Regions from separate parts of the Zea mays genome. Here regions 2 and 3 are each linked to region 1. The links are chromatin contacts, called in public Hi-C maps. All regions are on one chromosome and are shown on one strand. The core of a region is the stretch at or near the end of the contact, and the rest is flanking DNA. Distances in the headings are between cores, read along the strand shown. Region 1 holds the start of LOC100274334 (putative DUF231 domain containing family protein). Region 2 holds the start of LOC542067 (DNA methyl transferase 4). Region 3 holds the start of LOC100284805 (10-deacetylbaccatin III 10-O-acetyltransferase).

The links. A called contact is a pair of places that touch in the nucleus more often than the background predicts.
Region 2: a contact with region 1 is called in a Hi-C map of leaf, with 6 times the contacts expected there. The contact joins the promoter of LOC542067 here to the promoter of LOC100274334 in region 1.
Region 3: a Hi-C map of bundle sheath shows a contact between it and region 1, with 2.3 times the contacts expected there. The contact joins the promoter of LOC100284805 here to the promoter of LOC100274334 in region 1. A contact is called at or near these places in 3 of 25 Hi-C or Micro-C datasets (bundle sheath, ear and endosperm).

Annotation. Positions count from the first base shown.
Region 1 is chr8:146,746,206-146,751,253 of Zm-B73-REFERENCE-NAM-5.0, forward strand. It overlaps LOC100274334 (putative DUF231 domain containing family protein), which reads left to right and starts at 3,160. Exons shown (of 5, transcript NM_001148695.1): 1 at 3,160-3,767; 2 at 3,867-4,047; 3 at 4,981-5,048. The coding sequence starts at 3,235. It also overlaps a transcript of LOC100382178 not described here.
Region 2 is chr8:146,390,323-146,395,370 of Zm-B73-REFERENCE-NAM-5.0, forward strand. LOC542067 (DNA methyl transferase 4) reads right to left here and starts at 3,157. Exons shown (of 12, transcript NM_001111703.1): 1 at 3,073-3,157; 2 at 2,866-2,976; 3 at 807-900; 4 at 611-729; 5 at 405-527; 6 at 1-82. The coding sequence starts at 3,129.
Region 3 is chr8:147,058,653-147,063,700 of Zm-B73-REFERENCE-NAM-5.0, forward strand. It overlaps LOC100284805 (10-deacetylbaccatin III 10-O-acetyltransferase), which reads right to left and starts at 1,974. Exons shown (of 2, transcript NM_001157700.2): 1 at 1,249-1,974; 2 at 91-1,129. The coding sequence starts at 1,692. The coding sequence ends at 287. It overlaps LOC100284134 (3-N-debenzoyl-2-deoxytaxol N-benzoyltransferase), which reads right to left. Exons shown (of 2, transcript NM_001157031.1): 2 at 2,220-3,231. The coding sequence ends at 2,389.

The DNA of each region.
Region 1 (5,048 bases), core at 1,910-4,409:
CCTTAGCATTTGTCAGTCGCGCACTGGGTGTCAAGAATCAGGGACTTTCCACTTATGAGAAAGAATATCTCGCTATCCTCTTAGCCGTCGATCAATGGCGGCCATACCTGCAACATGCTGAGTTCATCATTTATACGGATCAGCGCAGTTTGTCACACTTGACTGAGCAGCGGCTGCATACACCTTGGCAACAGCGAGTCTTCACCAAATTACTGGGCCTCCAATACAAGATCGTGTTTAAAAAAGGCGTCGAAAATGGGGCTGCAGACGCATTGTCTCGACGCCCTCCTGTTGGCTTAGAAGTTTTCAGCGCCTCCACTGCTGTCCCACAATGGCTTTCTGAAGTCATCCAGAGCTACAGCAAGGATCCCAAAGCTACCAAGCTTATCACCGAATTATCAGTCCAGACTTCTTCCCAAGGACCATACTCGCTCCAGCAAGGGTTGATCCGCTATAAAGGTCGGGTCTGGGTAGGTGACAATGTTCCTATTCAACGTCAGATTATGTCAGCCCTACACGACAGTCCTCTTGGAGGTCATTCCGGATTTCCAGTCACATACCGCCGTATCAAGCAAATCTTCGCCTGGCCTAGGCTCAAGCAATCTGTCTGTGACTTTGTGGCTGCCTGTTCTGTCTGCCAGCAAGCCAAACCAGATCGCGCTAAGTATCCCGGCCTTCTTCAGCCATTACCTATTCTCGACCAGGCTTGGCAAGTGGTATCGCTGGATTTCATCGAGGGTTTACCACGTTCCGGTTCAGCTAACTGCATCTTAGTGGTGGTGGACACATTTAGCAAGTATGCTCATTTCATTGGGTTGCTTCACCCATTCTCTGCCCTGAAAGTTGCGCAAGCATTCATGACCAATGTCTACAAGTTACATGGTCTCCCCCAGTCACTGGTTTCGGACAGGGACCGCATCTTCACCAGTCATCTATGGCAGGAGCTGTTTCGTTTATCCGGTACCAAGCTCCAAATGAGCACTGCTTATCACCCCCAGAGTGACGGACAAACAGAGCGTGTCAACCAATGTCTTGAGACATTTCTTCGCAGTTTCACACATTCCTGTCCAACCAAGTGGTTTTCCTGGCTGCCCCTAGCAGAGTTTTGGTATAATACCTGTCCTCACTCATCGTTGGGTATGTCCCCATTTCAGGTCATGTACGGCCGCGCTCCTCGCCAGTTTGGATTAGTCCCTGCAGATGCGGTTCACAATTCTGATCTGGCCGAATGGTTAGCTGACCGGGAACTAATGCTTCGGGTGATTAAGCAGAATCTGTTAAGGGCACAGCAAAGAATGAAACACCAGGCCGATAAAAGCAGATCTGACCGTGAGTTCTCTGTGGGGGATTTTGTGTATGTTAAGTTGCAACCCTATGTTCAGGGATCAGTGGTTGTCCGTGCCTGCCATAAGCTCAGCTTCAAGTACTTTGGACCCTTTCAAATCATTGCTCGCATTGGCAAGGTCGCCTATAAGCTGTCCCTGCCAGCATCCGCCACAGTGCATCCGGTGTTCCATGTTTCACAGCTCAAACCATGCACACCGGCGCCCAAACTGGTCAGTCATGCTTTACCAACTACTAATCTTGATGTCCAGTACCCTGCACAGACCATCGCTCCGTCTCTCGTGGTGGTACATCCGTCGACCAAGTCCTTGTCCGCTGGTCTGGCCTCGACGCCACCTTGGCGACCTGGGAGGATGTCGAAGCCCTGAAGTCGACGTTTCCAGATGCTGGCGCTTGGGGGCAAGCGCCAACTCAAGCAGGGGATGTCAGCACCTCAACAGCACCCGTCGAGAAGGCAGCTGAGATAGTGGACACGGATCCAATGAGCCGTCGAGAGAGAAGGCCCAATGTCCGTTATACCGGCCCAGAGTGGCGGCTGTAATAGGCGAGAGTGTGCGTGGGTGTGACAGGAAAGAACATAGTATTGTTACATTTCGTATTCTGTACTGAGTAGCTACTTTCCTCCACCCAAAAACCCTCTGTTCCTACCCTTCTTCTACCTCGCGACGCCGTCACACACGGTGGCTGCTAACACATCTTCTCCATCGGCCCATGGGAAACCCGCGCCCGGATTCGGCTCGACACGAATGGGGGGACGTATTCAAAGCTCCGACACCCCCTCAAGCGTGCAAATCATTTCCGTGCCCCGGATCGCACACACCTCCCACAGGCCCGGCCCGGCATCCTCATTGCGCGCGTCATCCTGCGAGCCAGAACGTTACCGGTTCTTTACGCGACGCGATACAATCATGCATGGACTCGATCTCGCTGTCAGTGGAGGCTCCATCATCCATCCAGTGTCCCACCAGCTAGCTTCTTCCAGTGTCCCATCATCGCTAGCTTTCCTCTCCGATCCAATACGTGTCCGTCCTCGTGTTGGCGAGCTGGAGCGAGGCAAGGCACCCCCACGCCCACGTTGGCCGCACTGCACAGCACAGGCAGCAGCATGCTGTCCGCTGCGAAACGGAGCGTGAGAGTTCGTAAGTAACACAAACTATTGAGCCCATTCAGATCGGCCTAAAGTACGTACGTACCTTTCTCAAACAACCGGCTAGCTAGGTAGGCGTAGGCATATGCGTACGTGCAGGCCACTTTGATGTGTGCCAAGGGGGGCACTAGCTAGAATATTTAATTCGCGTGCAAGTTGCAACGGTCTCTTCTAGCACGAGCACCCGTGATTAAGAAGGCGAGAGATGGTGCTTGAGGGTAAGAAAGTATTTAACAAGATGTGGCTAGCTAACCCTTGCGAGCCAACTTCGAACTAATCCGAGCCTCATCTTTAAGCTGGCCGAGCGGAGTTCTTTCCCTACTCTGCAGTGTAAACAGTGTTTTACACCGGGGTATACATGTCTCTGGCCTTAACTATTGACTAATTAAGCTACCTACTATCACTCAGTCACGTGACAACACAAGAGTGTGTACATATACAGACGGTGTAGCGCATAGATAACAGCAGCAGCGGCGCACACATATGGGTCGTCCCAATCCCAAGTCCCGACCAAAACCCCAACCCCTCCCCACCAAACCCGGCCAGGGCGCCCAACCAAAACCTCCCAGCACAGCGCACCGCGGCTCCTCCACGCCTCGCTCGCCGTCCGTCCCCGCGCTCTCCTGCTGGTCCCCGGCCAGTCCGTCACTCCCGTCTCGCTATGTAATCACCCTGCCCAGGACTCCATACTCCAGTCAGTCAGTCACTCCACTAGCGGGCTCGCCGCCTACAGCTAACCAATAATGGCGGATCACCCCATGAAGCCACCAGCTTCCGGCTCCATGTGCGCACTCGCCTGCCTCTTCCTCCTCTCCGCCGGCATCCTCCTCGCCGCCGCCGTCTACCGGCCGTTCCAGTCGCGCGCGGCGGCGTCGTGGGACCCATTCTCCAGGGTGCAGCAGAAGGAGGAGGCCCCGGCGCCGCCACCGCTCGCCCGCCGCGGCTCGTACCGTGCTGCGCCACCGGCGCCAGACGCCGTCTCACCATCAGCCGGCGGCCCTGCTGACTGGAGCCCGGACGACGACGACGACGCCGACGCTGGACCGCCTTCACCGGCCCCGGCGCCGTCCGAGGAAGGATGGGGGGACGGCGACGAGGACGCCCAGTGCGACCTATTCGACGGAGAGTGGGTGGAGGACGCGGCGGGGTACCCGCTGTACGACGCGGCAGAGTGCCCGTTCCTGAGCGACCAGGTGGCGTGCCGCCGGAACGGGCGCCCGGACTCCGGCTACGAGCGGTGGCGGTGGCAGCCCAGGGGCTGCGGCGGCACCACGAGGTTACAAGCATTCGTTTGGACAACTGTACAGTGCATCATATTATATCCCTAACTCGGGCATCCATGCCGGCCGGTCCGCCTTCTCGCCGTGTTCCACAGGCTGGGCGGCGCGGAGGCCCTGGAGCTGTGCCGGGACAAGCGGCTGGTGCTGGTGGGCGACTCGCTGAACCGCAACATGTGGGAGTCGCTCGCCTGCATCCTCTACGCGGCAGTGCCGGACCGGTTGCGGACGCGCCTCATCGACGACGCTGGCTCCGAGTACATGATCTTCCGCGCCATGGTAAGTGCCTGCCTGACTGCCTTTGCGCGACCACGCTATTTGTATACACATGATATCATGTCGTTTAGTTACTGTTGACCAACCTGCTACTCAGATCCTCGTGTGTCGAACGCACTTGGCTTCGTTCGGTTACAGATGGATTTAGGGAATTGAAGGGGATTTAATCTTCTTCTATATAAATTTATATAAGAGGAGATTTAATCCCCTCCAATCTCTCTCAATCCACTTCAAAGCAAAAGTTCTTAAGATTTTATTTGGGTACTCTAGTATTTACCCCAATCCACGTATATTAAGGTAGATTAGAGTATAAATTAGTTTAATTTACACATCTATCTGCCTCAATATATATAGATTTAGGTCAATACTAGAATACCCAAACTAGCCCAGGGCTTTCGTTTCACCGTTAGTCCATATGAATTGGGTGGTATTAAGTCGGTTTAAATCCATAATAAATCAAAATACATTCAAATTCTAATCCACATGGGACAATGCTACCGTATTTCAAAATAAGCATGGTTCTAACAAAATACTCCTCGAAATTCCAAAAAGTAGGGCGACCATTGAACGTGGACATAATTGTATTTATATTTTTTGCAATAAGAATATGATAACGTCATTTTTTATATAAATATATGTATCTGCACAGTGAAACTTAAGTTCCGTATGGTTCCTCAGAGTAAACTTTAGTCCATATGTCAACCTATTAAACCTAATCAGTCCATAATTCGGTCATGTGAACCTAGTAGTGGAAGAGTCAAACCGCGTGAGCTGTGGCTTGTGCGTGTAGGTTCCCAAAATATGGCGCCACTGATTTTCGGGTGTTGTAGATGTTCTTGAGATAACTTCAAGATGTTTTCAAATTTCTTGAGCATGCTACAACCCTAATGTTCACTACTTTTTTATTACACTACCAAATTTCAAAAATAAAAACAGGATTATAATTGCTCCGTGGAGTTCTTCTGGAGCCCCTTCCTCGTGAAGCTCGAAACAAAAGACAACAA
Region 2 (5,048 bases), core at 1,907-4,406, 360 kb before region 1:
GTGTCAGGCTCAGGCACATAGGTGTCTGGAGCAACTTATTGTTGACGAATGCATGTCGAAACCGCACAGGTTCACGTTTCGCCTGTTGATAAAAATTCAGCTGTAGTTACATAATTGATCCACACAATCCGGTGGGTTTATCACTTATATACCAGAAAAAAGCCCCACAAGAACACAGTTTCTCATTTCTGAATGTGGCTCGGACAAATTTCCAGTCATTAGTTATGCCTTTTCAACACACTAAGAAAAGCATCATATATTTTATCATAAGCAACAGATTCCCTAGAGACCTGGACATCCCTCAGGTAATAGGAAACTGAGAAGTGATGAGCAAATAAAAATGAAAATAAGAGCTGTGAAATGTCATGACACTATAACATGTCAAGACACTAAAATGTTCTTACCAAACAGAAGTAGCGAGGTCTAGAATATGGGACACCAAACTGTAAGGGGCTTAGGATGAATTCTTGCGTGTTAAAATTGAGACTTGAAAGGACCTCCAGCAACTGGTCATGTGTATCAGACACCTGGCATAAATGAACAAGACATGTCCACTGTTGAGAAGTTCAAGTATTGAAACAAAAAAATATCAAGTAAAGTTTATATCCACCTCAAATCCAACTACGTTTTCCACAAATAACATTTGTGGAGGATAGCTCATGTCTTGCATGAGGTTAAGAATCTTGATGAACGAAAATGCACGAGCATCAGCTGAATGCTTCTGAAGTCCTACAAGGTGGTTGATCCATGAATCAAAAATGAAAAAGAGAATACAGTTCTAGAATAGATATTATTGAGAGGGAGACCTTGTCGTGTGTATGGCTGGCATGGAGGAGAAAGAAGCCATGCATGTGCCTTGTATTTGTCTAAGTCACTAGCAGTGAGCGTTTGAATGTTCCCCTATAGTACAAGAATGATGCATGTACAGTTAATAAAACTATAACAGCATAGCAGTTCACCATTCACAAGTCAAACTAAAACAAAAAAATCAATTGGTACGTAGAATGATAATATCCTTCTGGATGTGAGGTATATTGTACATGATCCAGGTGCATAACGCTTAAAAAAATGAGAAATACAAGTGGCCATTGCCCCCTTCATTCCCTTGTGCCTGTGAAGTTAATGAAACTCACCCTAATTTATCAAGCTATATGGGCAAGCAAAGAAGGGGTCCTCGATTGAAGTCGAATTAGCAATAGTTACTTACTAAAATTGGAAAAAGCAAATACACGAGCAAAGTTATGGTTGCAGTACCAAGAAAACAGGGCTAGGAAGTGTAGCTTTATCTGAACATCAGGTAGCAGAGCTGAGAGCCAAGGTTCCAGACTGAATCTTCAGATGATCATCACAAATGCAACTTTTTGCCTTGCACCTAGGCGCACCCATAATCGCTTGCACTAGTTTTTTTAAAAGTAAACAGCAAGACATCTGCCTTTCAATTAAGATGAAAAGAGTCATATGTACAGGAAGGGGGCAACAACCCTACACTGGGCTGCACGTCTTGTTGCTTGCGAGCCCACTGGAGAATTCATGCTAAGAGAAATTCCACAACTAAGAACCCCAAGCACCCTAAGGAGGGTGTATACGTTGTGCTCTTTTGTGAAGGTCCAGATTTTCCTTCATCAGCCTGGCAACTCGGAAGGCAGTTGAATGACTGTTATCAAAGATCCTGCTGCTATGATCTTTACAAAGATTCCACATGGTGTAGATGGCTAAACCATTTAAGGCTCGCTTGAAATCTTTAGGGACCAAACTCAGGGTGATATCCCATCATTCCGCTATGATGCTGAAGTTTAGGTGTTGGGTGGCGTTGAACCCATTAAAGTGCTCCCAAGACGGAGAAATTTGGAATTGTGCCATTATAAAAAGTAGGCTTCGCTGGATTGCCATTAAATTTGTGGGTTTCGTTCAAGTGCCATTATCAATCAAGACGCATACGCTGAAATGCCTTTTGGATATTTATTAAAAATAAAAAACAATTTAATTGAGTTGGAGGGTGCAAGCTGACTCATTTACCCCGGTACAGAATCCATCTTGCTCTTTCGCTTGTTCTTTCTCTTCTCGCGTTCCTAGCGTTGATGGGCACGTAGGAGATATTCCACGTGAAGTAGCGGTAGGGGTCGTCGGCGCTGGCAAGTGACGCTGCTGCCACGGCGAGCAGCAAGAGGAATCAATGTCCACTGCAGCGACGTCACGAACGGCCACCAAGGTCCGCCAGCGACGAGTTCTCGAGTGCAACGATCTGATGTCTGCTGATGCCGTGACCCGTGAGCATGGTGGCCTTCTCCCATAGCACGGACGCCGACGCCATGAGCAGCTGCACCATTATGGAGACGCCAACGTGGACAAGTGCCATGAGCATGCTTCACTCATCTCTGCATAGCGCATCCAGCAGCTCACCCACGGCGGCGCCCACTGCTGCAGCGAAGCTAGCGGCGCCCACGACGACGCTGGTACGGAAGATGGCCTCAGGTCTGGTGCCCATCGCGCTGGAGTGCGACCGCACGAAGTGTCAAAGTGGTCGTAGTGGAGCGGAGCAGCGAAACGGAGAAGAGAAGGGCAAATGAGTCGCCCTCTCTAACCCGATTAAATTGGTTTTTCTTTTTGTTAAATAGCCAAAAGGCATTTCAGCGTATGTGTCTTGGTTGATAATGACATTTAGACGAAACCCACCAATTTGGTGGCAATCCAGCGAAGTTGGCAAAATTCCAAATTTCTCCCCATGAGGTGATTTTGTTCTAAACCGCTTGTGAAAAGGGAAGCAAGGCGGAGGTGGTAACCGGTCTCTCATACAGTAAGTAACACGTTTCTATCTCGGTTTGAGGACTGCTAAAGAGCAGATTTCGGGGTCAAAGTGGAGCGCACCTGGCAGGGGCGGTGGCCGAAGTTGTGCTCATAGACGTCATTGGCGACGTCGTTGATGTCGAAGGCTTCCACCACCTCCGCCCGCACGCCCGACGCCATCAGCGAGTACCTCTGCAAGCAAAAGGGGAAGGCGCCGAACCCTAGCCGCCGTTAGATTAGATGGATGACGGGACGAATCGGAGGAGAAAACAGGGTATCCCACAGTACCAGGCCTCCGATGCCGCTGTAGAACTCGAGCACTCTCCAAGGTGCCGGCGCCTCCATCGCCTCCGGCAGTCGCGCGGCCCGTGCTAGGCTGCAGCAACTGTTTGGAACCCCGGTTCCCTTATGTTGGCTGAGCCTGTGACTGTGACTCTGTGAGTCGGAGAGTTCTGAGAGTCAAATTACGGTCGCGGACTCACTGTCCGGTCCGCCTCCCGTGGAGACGGCAACGAATAAAATTTTCCTGCGGGGCATAAACATTTGCTCGACATGTTTTATTTATACAGTCAAGTCAACACAAGTTTGATAAAACAGTATAAATACAAAAAGGTAAATTTATGTTTTAGGATGAACTAGCACACTTAGAAGTTTGTGATTCTCTAAATATTATTTATCTCCATAGATTACATAATTTAATCCACTTATTTTAATGAGACACAAAAATTATACCAGGAATAGTGTCGGCGTTTCGAACCCGGGGTCCCTGGACCGACGAGTAAATTGTCGCCGCGTGCCCCAGCCCAGATGGGTCGGCGCGAGATGGAGCGCGAAGGGGGAAGAAGTCGGAGGGAGACAGGCGTGCAAAGGGAAAACCCGCGGCCTTCGTGTTTGTCCCGCGCCCAGGTCGGGTACGCTTGCAGTAGGGGGTTACAAGCGTCGACGCGGGAGGGAGCGAGCGGCCTTACGCGAGCGTCGTCCCGTCCTTCTCCGCGCGGCCAACCCTCTGTAAGAGGGCCCTGGACCTTCCTTTTATAGGCGTAAGGAGAGGGTCCAGGTGTACAATGGGGGGTGTAGCAGTGTGCTAACATGTCTAGCGGAGGAGAGCTAGTGCCCTAAGTACATGCCATCGTGGCAGCCGGAGAGGTTTTGGCACCCGATTCGTGTGGTGTCGTGGCCGTCGGAGGAGCGCTGGAGCCTGGCGGAAGGACAACTGTTGGGGTTGTCGAGTCCTTGCTGACGTCCTCTTGCTTCCGTAAGGGGGCTGAGAGCCGCCGTCGTCATAGAGCGTGTGGGGCGCCATCATTACTTGTTTAGCGGAGCGAGCCAGATGGGACGTCGGTCTTGTTCCCCGTAGCCTGAGTCAGCTTGGGGTAGGGTAATGATGGCGCCTCCTGTGATGTGGTCGGTCCGAGCCCTGGGTTGGGCGAGGTGGAGGCTCCTCCGAGGTCGAGGTTGAGTCTGTCTTCCAAGGCCGAGGTCGAGTCCGAGCCCCTAGGTCGGGCGAGGCGGAGACCGTCGGCTGAGGCCAGGGCTGAGTCCGAGCCCTGGGATCGGGCGAAGCGGAGTGCGTCGTCTTCCGGGGCTGAGCCCGAGTCCGAGCCCCTGGGTCGGGCGAGGCGGAGACCGTCGGCTGAGGCTAGGGCTGAGTCCGAGCCCTGGGGTCGGGCGAAGTGGAGTTCGTCGTCTTCCGGGGCCGAGCCCGAGTCCGAGCCCTGGGGTCGGGCGAAGCGGAGTTCGTCGTCTTCCGGGGCTGAGCCCGAGTCAGAGCTCTGGGGTCGGGCGAAGCGGAGTTCGTCATCTTTCGGGGCTGAGCCCGAGTCCGAGCCCTGGGGTCGGGCGAGGCGGAGTTCGTCGTCTTCCAGGACTGAGCCCGAGTCTGAGCCCTGGGGTCGGGCGAAGCGGAGTTCGTCGTCTTCTGGGGCTGAGCCCGAGTCCGAGCCCTGGGGTCGGGCGAAGCGGAGTTCGTCGTCTTCCGGGGCTGAGCCTGAGTCCGAGCCCTGGGGTCGGGTGAAGCGGAGTTCGTCGTCTTCCGGGGCTGAGCCCGAGTCCGAGCCCTGGGGTCGGGCGAAGCGGAGTTCGTCGTCTTCCGGGGCTGAGCCCGAGTCCGAGCCCTGGGGTCGGGCGAAGCGGAGTTCGTCGTCTTCCGGGGCTGAGCCCGAGTCCGAGCCCTGGGGTCGGGCGAAGCGGAGTTCGTCGTCTTCCGGGGTTGAGCCCGAGTCCGAGCCCTGGGGTCGGGTGATGCGGAGTTTCCTATGGCGCCT
Region 3 (5,048 bases), core at 724-3,223, 310 kb after region 1:
ATAATTCACAAATAACACCTTTCACCCCTACAATCCACCATATCGGAAAGTGTTCTTAGCAAAATATACTAAATAACTAGAGACGTTAGATCTAAAATAAATGTTCATGAGTATTAAACTTTCATGTACACCTCCTTATAATAGCTTTTTCATTCTCCCACATCCAACAATGCCGATGACAATTAATGAGCGTCTGACACCAATGAAGTATAGATAATATTGTAAAAGATGAGGTCCGAGTGTCCGACACCAATGAAGTATAGATAAAGCAAGACTAAACAACCATCTACGCGAATTTGGCGAGCTCCTCGGCGAACGCCGCAGCATGAGGTTCCTCGACGCAGCGAAGCATGAGCCGGATGCCGCGCTTGGGCGCGGGCGGTTTGAGGTAGATCACCGACGCGACGATGTTGACGTCGTCGTTGAGCGTGAAGACGTACCCCGGTTCGCCGAAGCCGTAGTCCACCTCGTTGAACCCGACGCGGCTCCAGTCCGACACCGTCACCGTGCCGTAGTCCAGCGGCACGTTGTAGTGGTCGTCCTTGGCGCCGCCGCGCATCCAGTCCGTGAACCGCGTGGTGAGCGCCTCCTTGGCCTCCCGCATCACGCCGACCACCTCCGGAAGCGACGCCTCACGGATCGCCTTGCTGGTCCGGGTGATGCCCACGGGGTACACGCAATTGCCGTAGTAGCCGTCCACCGACGGCAGCACGCCGTGGAGGAGGTGCCGCGTGCTGGCGGCGAAGCCGAGCCGGACCTCGGCGTCGTCGGGGAGCGCCATCGCCAGCGCGCGGCACTTGAACACCACCGCCGTGACAGCGTCGAAGGTGGAGCAGGTCTGCCCCGTCGCGTCCTTGAAGTCGTCCTTGATGCGCGCGATGCTCTCCGGCGAGATCTCGACCACCTGGGTCACGAAGCTGAACGCCGTGAACGACGGCGGGGGGCCGCGCGGCAGCTTAGGCGGGTCCGGGATCGCGTCGCGGTCCCAGACCGGCGCAACCGACGGCGCCGGCAGCCCCCGCGCCATCTCGCCGGCCGCCTTGAGGAACTGCGCCGCGCCCTGCCCGTCGAACACCAGGTGGCTGAAGCAGATCCCGACCGCGAACCCGCCGCAGGCGAACTTGGTCACCTGTAGAGCGCAAATTCTCAGCACCCAAAGACGTTCTCTACCCGGATCCGGCTATCGAGCGTATGAGATCTTGCTAGCTGTCGGATCAGACAAGGGGATCTGGAGGTGAGCGATCGAACCTGTGCCATGAGGACGAGGTCCTCGAGCTTCTCCTCGGGGGGAGGTCGCGGGAGGAGCTCCTCCTTGGGGATGAGCAGAGGGCGCTCGAGGTAGTTGACGTCGGCGAGCGCGCAGCTCGCAGCGGCCTCCACGAACCAGACGCCCTGCCCGGTGCACTCCACCACGGGCTCCCCGGGGCTGGCGTCCGCGATGCGGCCGGCCACCGGGTAGTACGGCACCAGCGCCTTCGCGAAGCCGTCGCGCATCGCGGCCACGGCGGCGTCTTTGTCCCCGCCTGCTCCTACGGCCGGGGGAAAAACCTGGATGAAATCCACCGACACGCGCACCGCCGCGGTCTTGTCGATGGAGGACAGTGGGAGGGTGCCGCCGGGTGTTGGCCCCACTGGCGCGACGAGCTCCGGAGCCGATTTCACGACGGTGGGGGCGGCGGCGACGGTAGACATGATGGCGTCGGCTGGTGTAGCGGAGCGGTGGGCGCGAGTTGGTGCTTGCGGTGCTCACCAGCAGCAGGTAAGTGGAGCGGAGGGTATTTCCAGCTGCGGCCTAGTTTGGCACGAGCTGTCGAGCTCAACGCTGGATTGGAGTTTGGAAGTCGTCGGGGTCTGTTAGGCGAATCTGATCTGAAACACAAGGCAAGTGGGTTTGGTTGGTGATGGTGGTGGCTTTGTGGCTCACATGGCATGATCGGTTGTTTCTGAACTTTGCAGCTCACAAATGTGGCACCCTGCTCAAGCTAAATGCTTTTTTTGGTCACGCCTGTTTCTTTATAGGTTAGTTCAGAGATTGGTCGCCCAAGAAGCTTCGTCCTACTGCTGATCAATCGTCAAACAGTACCCATTCAATCGATGTTCATCTGGAGCCTGGCTTTGTATAGACACAATTAAAACTCGACTCAAGAGCCGAGACCTCATGAACCTACATCAGGCCAACAAGTCTGAAATAATTTGTTTCAAATGGAACACTATTATTCTTTCACCACTGTCAATACTCACTCAATACATGTATAATGTAACGTGCTGAGATAACAGTACAGAGTATAAACACGTGCCAACCCTATCTTATTGCAAGCAAATTCCGGGGGCAGCAATTCGACACAACAAAATACAACAATCTCCACTGTGGGATGGAATACACTCGCTCTATGCGTGCTTCTGCAGCTCCTCGCTGAACACGGCAGAGTGCCGCCCTTCCACGCACTGCAGCACCAGCCTGATGCCCTGCTTCGGCTTGGGAGGCTTCAGGTACACAACGGAGGGAACGATGTTCACGTCGTCGTTCAGGGTGAACACGTAGCTTGGCTCACCGAACCCGTAGTCAACGTCGTTGAAACCCACGTGGCTCCAGTCGGTCACGACGAGGGTGCCGTAGTCCAGCGACACGTTGTAGTGGTTCTCCTTGGCGCCGCCGCTCAACCAGTCGAGGAACCTCGACGACAGAGCCTCCTTGGCCTCCCTGATCGCGGTCACGATCTCCACCAGTGAAGCTTCCTTCACCTCCTGGCTGGTCTTGGTGAGACCACCTGGGTACACACAGTTCCCGTAGTAGCCATCGACGGAGGGCAGCACATTGCTCAGCAGGTGGCGAGTGCTGGCTGCAAAGCCCAGGCGAACCTCAGCGTCAGGTGCGAAGTCGACTGCCAAGGCGCGACATTTGAAGATCATGGCGGTGACCACGTCGAAAGTGGAACACTTCTGGTTGGTTTCGCTTGCAACTTGATCCTTCACGCGCTTGATGCTGTCCAGAGCGATCTCGACGACTGATTTCTCGAAGTTGAATGCGGTGAATGACGGTGGCGGGCCTAGGGGTGGCTTAGGTGGGTTGGGGATGGCATCACGAGCCCAGATTGGCTTGATCGATGGCTCAGGGAGGCCCCTAGCCATCTCACCAACTGCTTTCAGAAATTGCGCAGCACCCTGCCCGTCGAACACCAAGTGACTGAAGCAAATGCCCACAGAAAACCCACCACATGTGAACTTTGTAACCTGAACGCAGGAAATAGCAGCGGGTTAATCAACTAAATAAAATGTAATTCGCTAATAGTCATCGCAGAGGTCATGTAGCAGATACAAATACGCACTGGGTGGTGAAGAGAGGAGTAAGTACTAAGCGCTCAAACTGAGGATGTGCGACCTTATATTTTAAGACAATGACCTGATCAAATAATGTACTGACCAACATGACATTTACTTTGTACGTTTCTGTTGGAGTTTATGGGCCAAGTCCTATTTATCTTTTTTTAACGTAGTGGTAGGAGCTCTGCCTCTCAATTAAAAAGAATGGAATTGATCCAGTTTAAAGGAAAATTAGGCCCAAAACCTACACAGAGCGCACGGTAGAAAAACTGGCGAAGGCCCTAACAAATCACCTAGACAACGGCAACCTCCCACACACAGACACATCTAGAGTCATCGTTGCCAAGCTCAAACACAAGGAACGAGCAGCTCCGACTTTCCTAGACGAGCCGCAAACTACCAAATCAACTCGACGACGCCTACATCCAGACACCGTCGCAAGGAATAAGATCATGTACATAGCTGGGTGGTAAGACCTTTAGGTGTTTGTAACAACCAGGGCTCAAACCTCGGTTAGCACAATGAAAGCCCCCCTTGCTATATGCTCCCCGTAGTCATGGGGCAGTATCTACCGGGGGCGAGTTCTAGGGTTCTTCATGGAGAAGAAGACCCTCTGCGCCATCGCGGACCATTCGAGCCCCAGACACGGACCGTCTGGACTTACGCGAGGAAGGAGCCGCTCCTTCTACCAGGTCGCGGACAGTCCGGTCCAGAGCCACGGACCATCCGCGGCTATGCAGGGAGCACCGCCATGGTTCATTCCAAGTGTTTGGTGCCCAGGTCGGCGCCAACACACTTTTTTATGGATCTAGAATACTTACAATAGGAGCCTGAGGCGGAGGTAGAAGAGATTCCATATCGATCTCCCCTTGATGGATGATCTTCTGGTGGCGATCCACCGTGAAGTGTGATAGGTACTCTTCCTCCGCCTTCTTGCGTCGTTCGGCGAGTTGTCGTGACATCTCTTCCTCCTTGCGTCGTTCGGCGAGTTGTTGCAACATTTCTTCCTCCTCGCACCTCATGCGGTCGTCAAAGCGTTGCTGGTCATAAGCCAGTAGCGCCTCTAGGGCCGATTGATGATGTTATTGGCGGAGACGTCGATGTGATCCTTGAAATCGACCATCTTGGAGTCGATTTTTAGTAGATCTAGACACCCTCGTCCACAGCGAAGTCGCTAAAAAGTATGTTGCCACCGATCTGGGCACCAAACACTTGGAGTGAACCACCTGGCGGTGCTTCCTGCGGAGGCGTGGGCGGTCCAAGACTTGGGCGCAGGAGCGGCTCCTTCCTTGCGTACGTCCGGACAGTCCATGCCTGGGGCTCGAACGGTCTGCAATGGCGTAGAGGGTCTTCTTCTCTGTGAAGAACCCTAGAACTCGCCCTCGAGTAGATCCCGTCGAGGAGGAGAGTTCCAGGAGCTGCTCCGGGGGTTGGCAGACCACCTAGGGCGTCACTAATCGGCATATAGTCGAATAGAGATGGTTGTGGAAGACTAAAATAGATCTAAACTAAGGCTAAGTTACTCCTACTCATAGGGGATGGAAAGAACAATGCAAATAAAGTAAATTTGATAAGTAGAATTGATTAGATCGACTGTGGGGGTACAATCGGTCGTACTCTTTCCTCTATATAAAAGGGTGGAGGTCTGGACCTGTTACAAGTCGGTTCTCGAGTTAATCCCACAGGCTTGCTAACAAATTCTACAAGAAATATGGAATACTAACTGA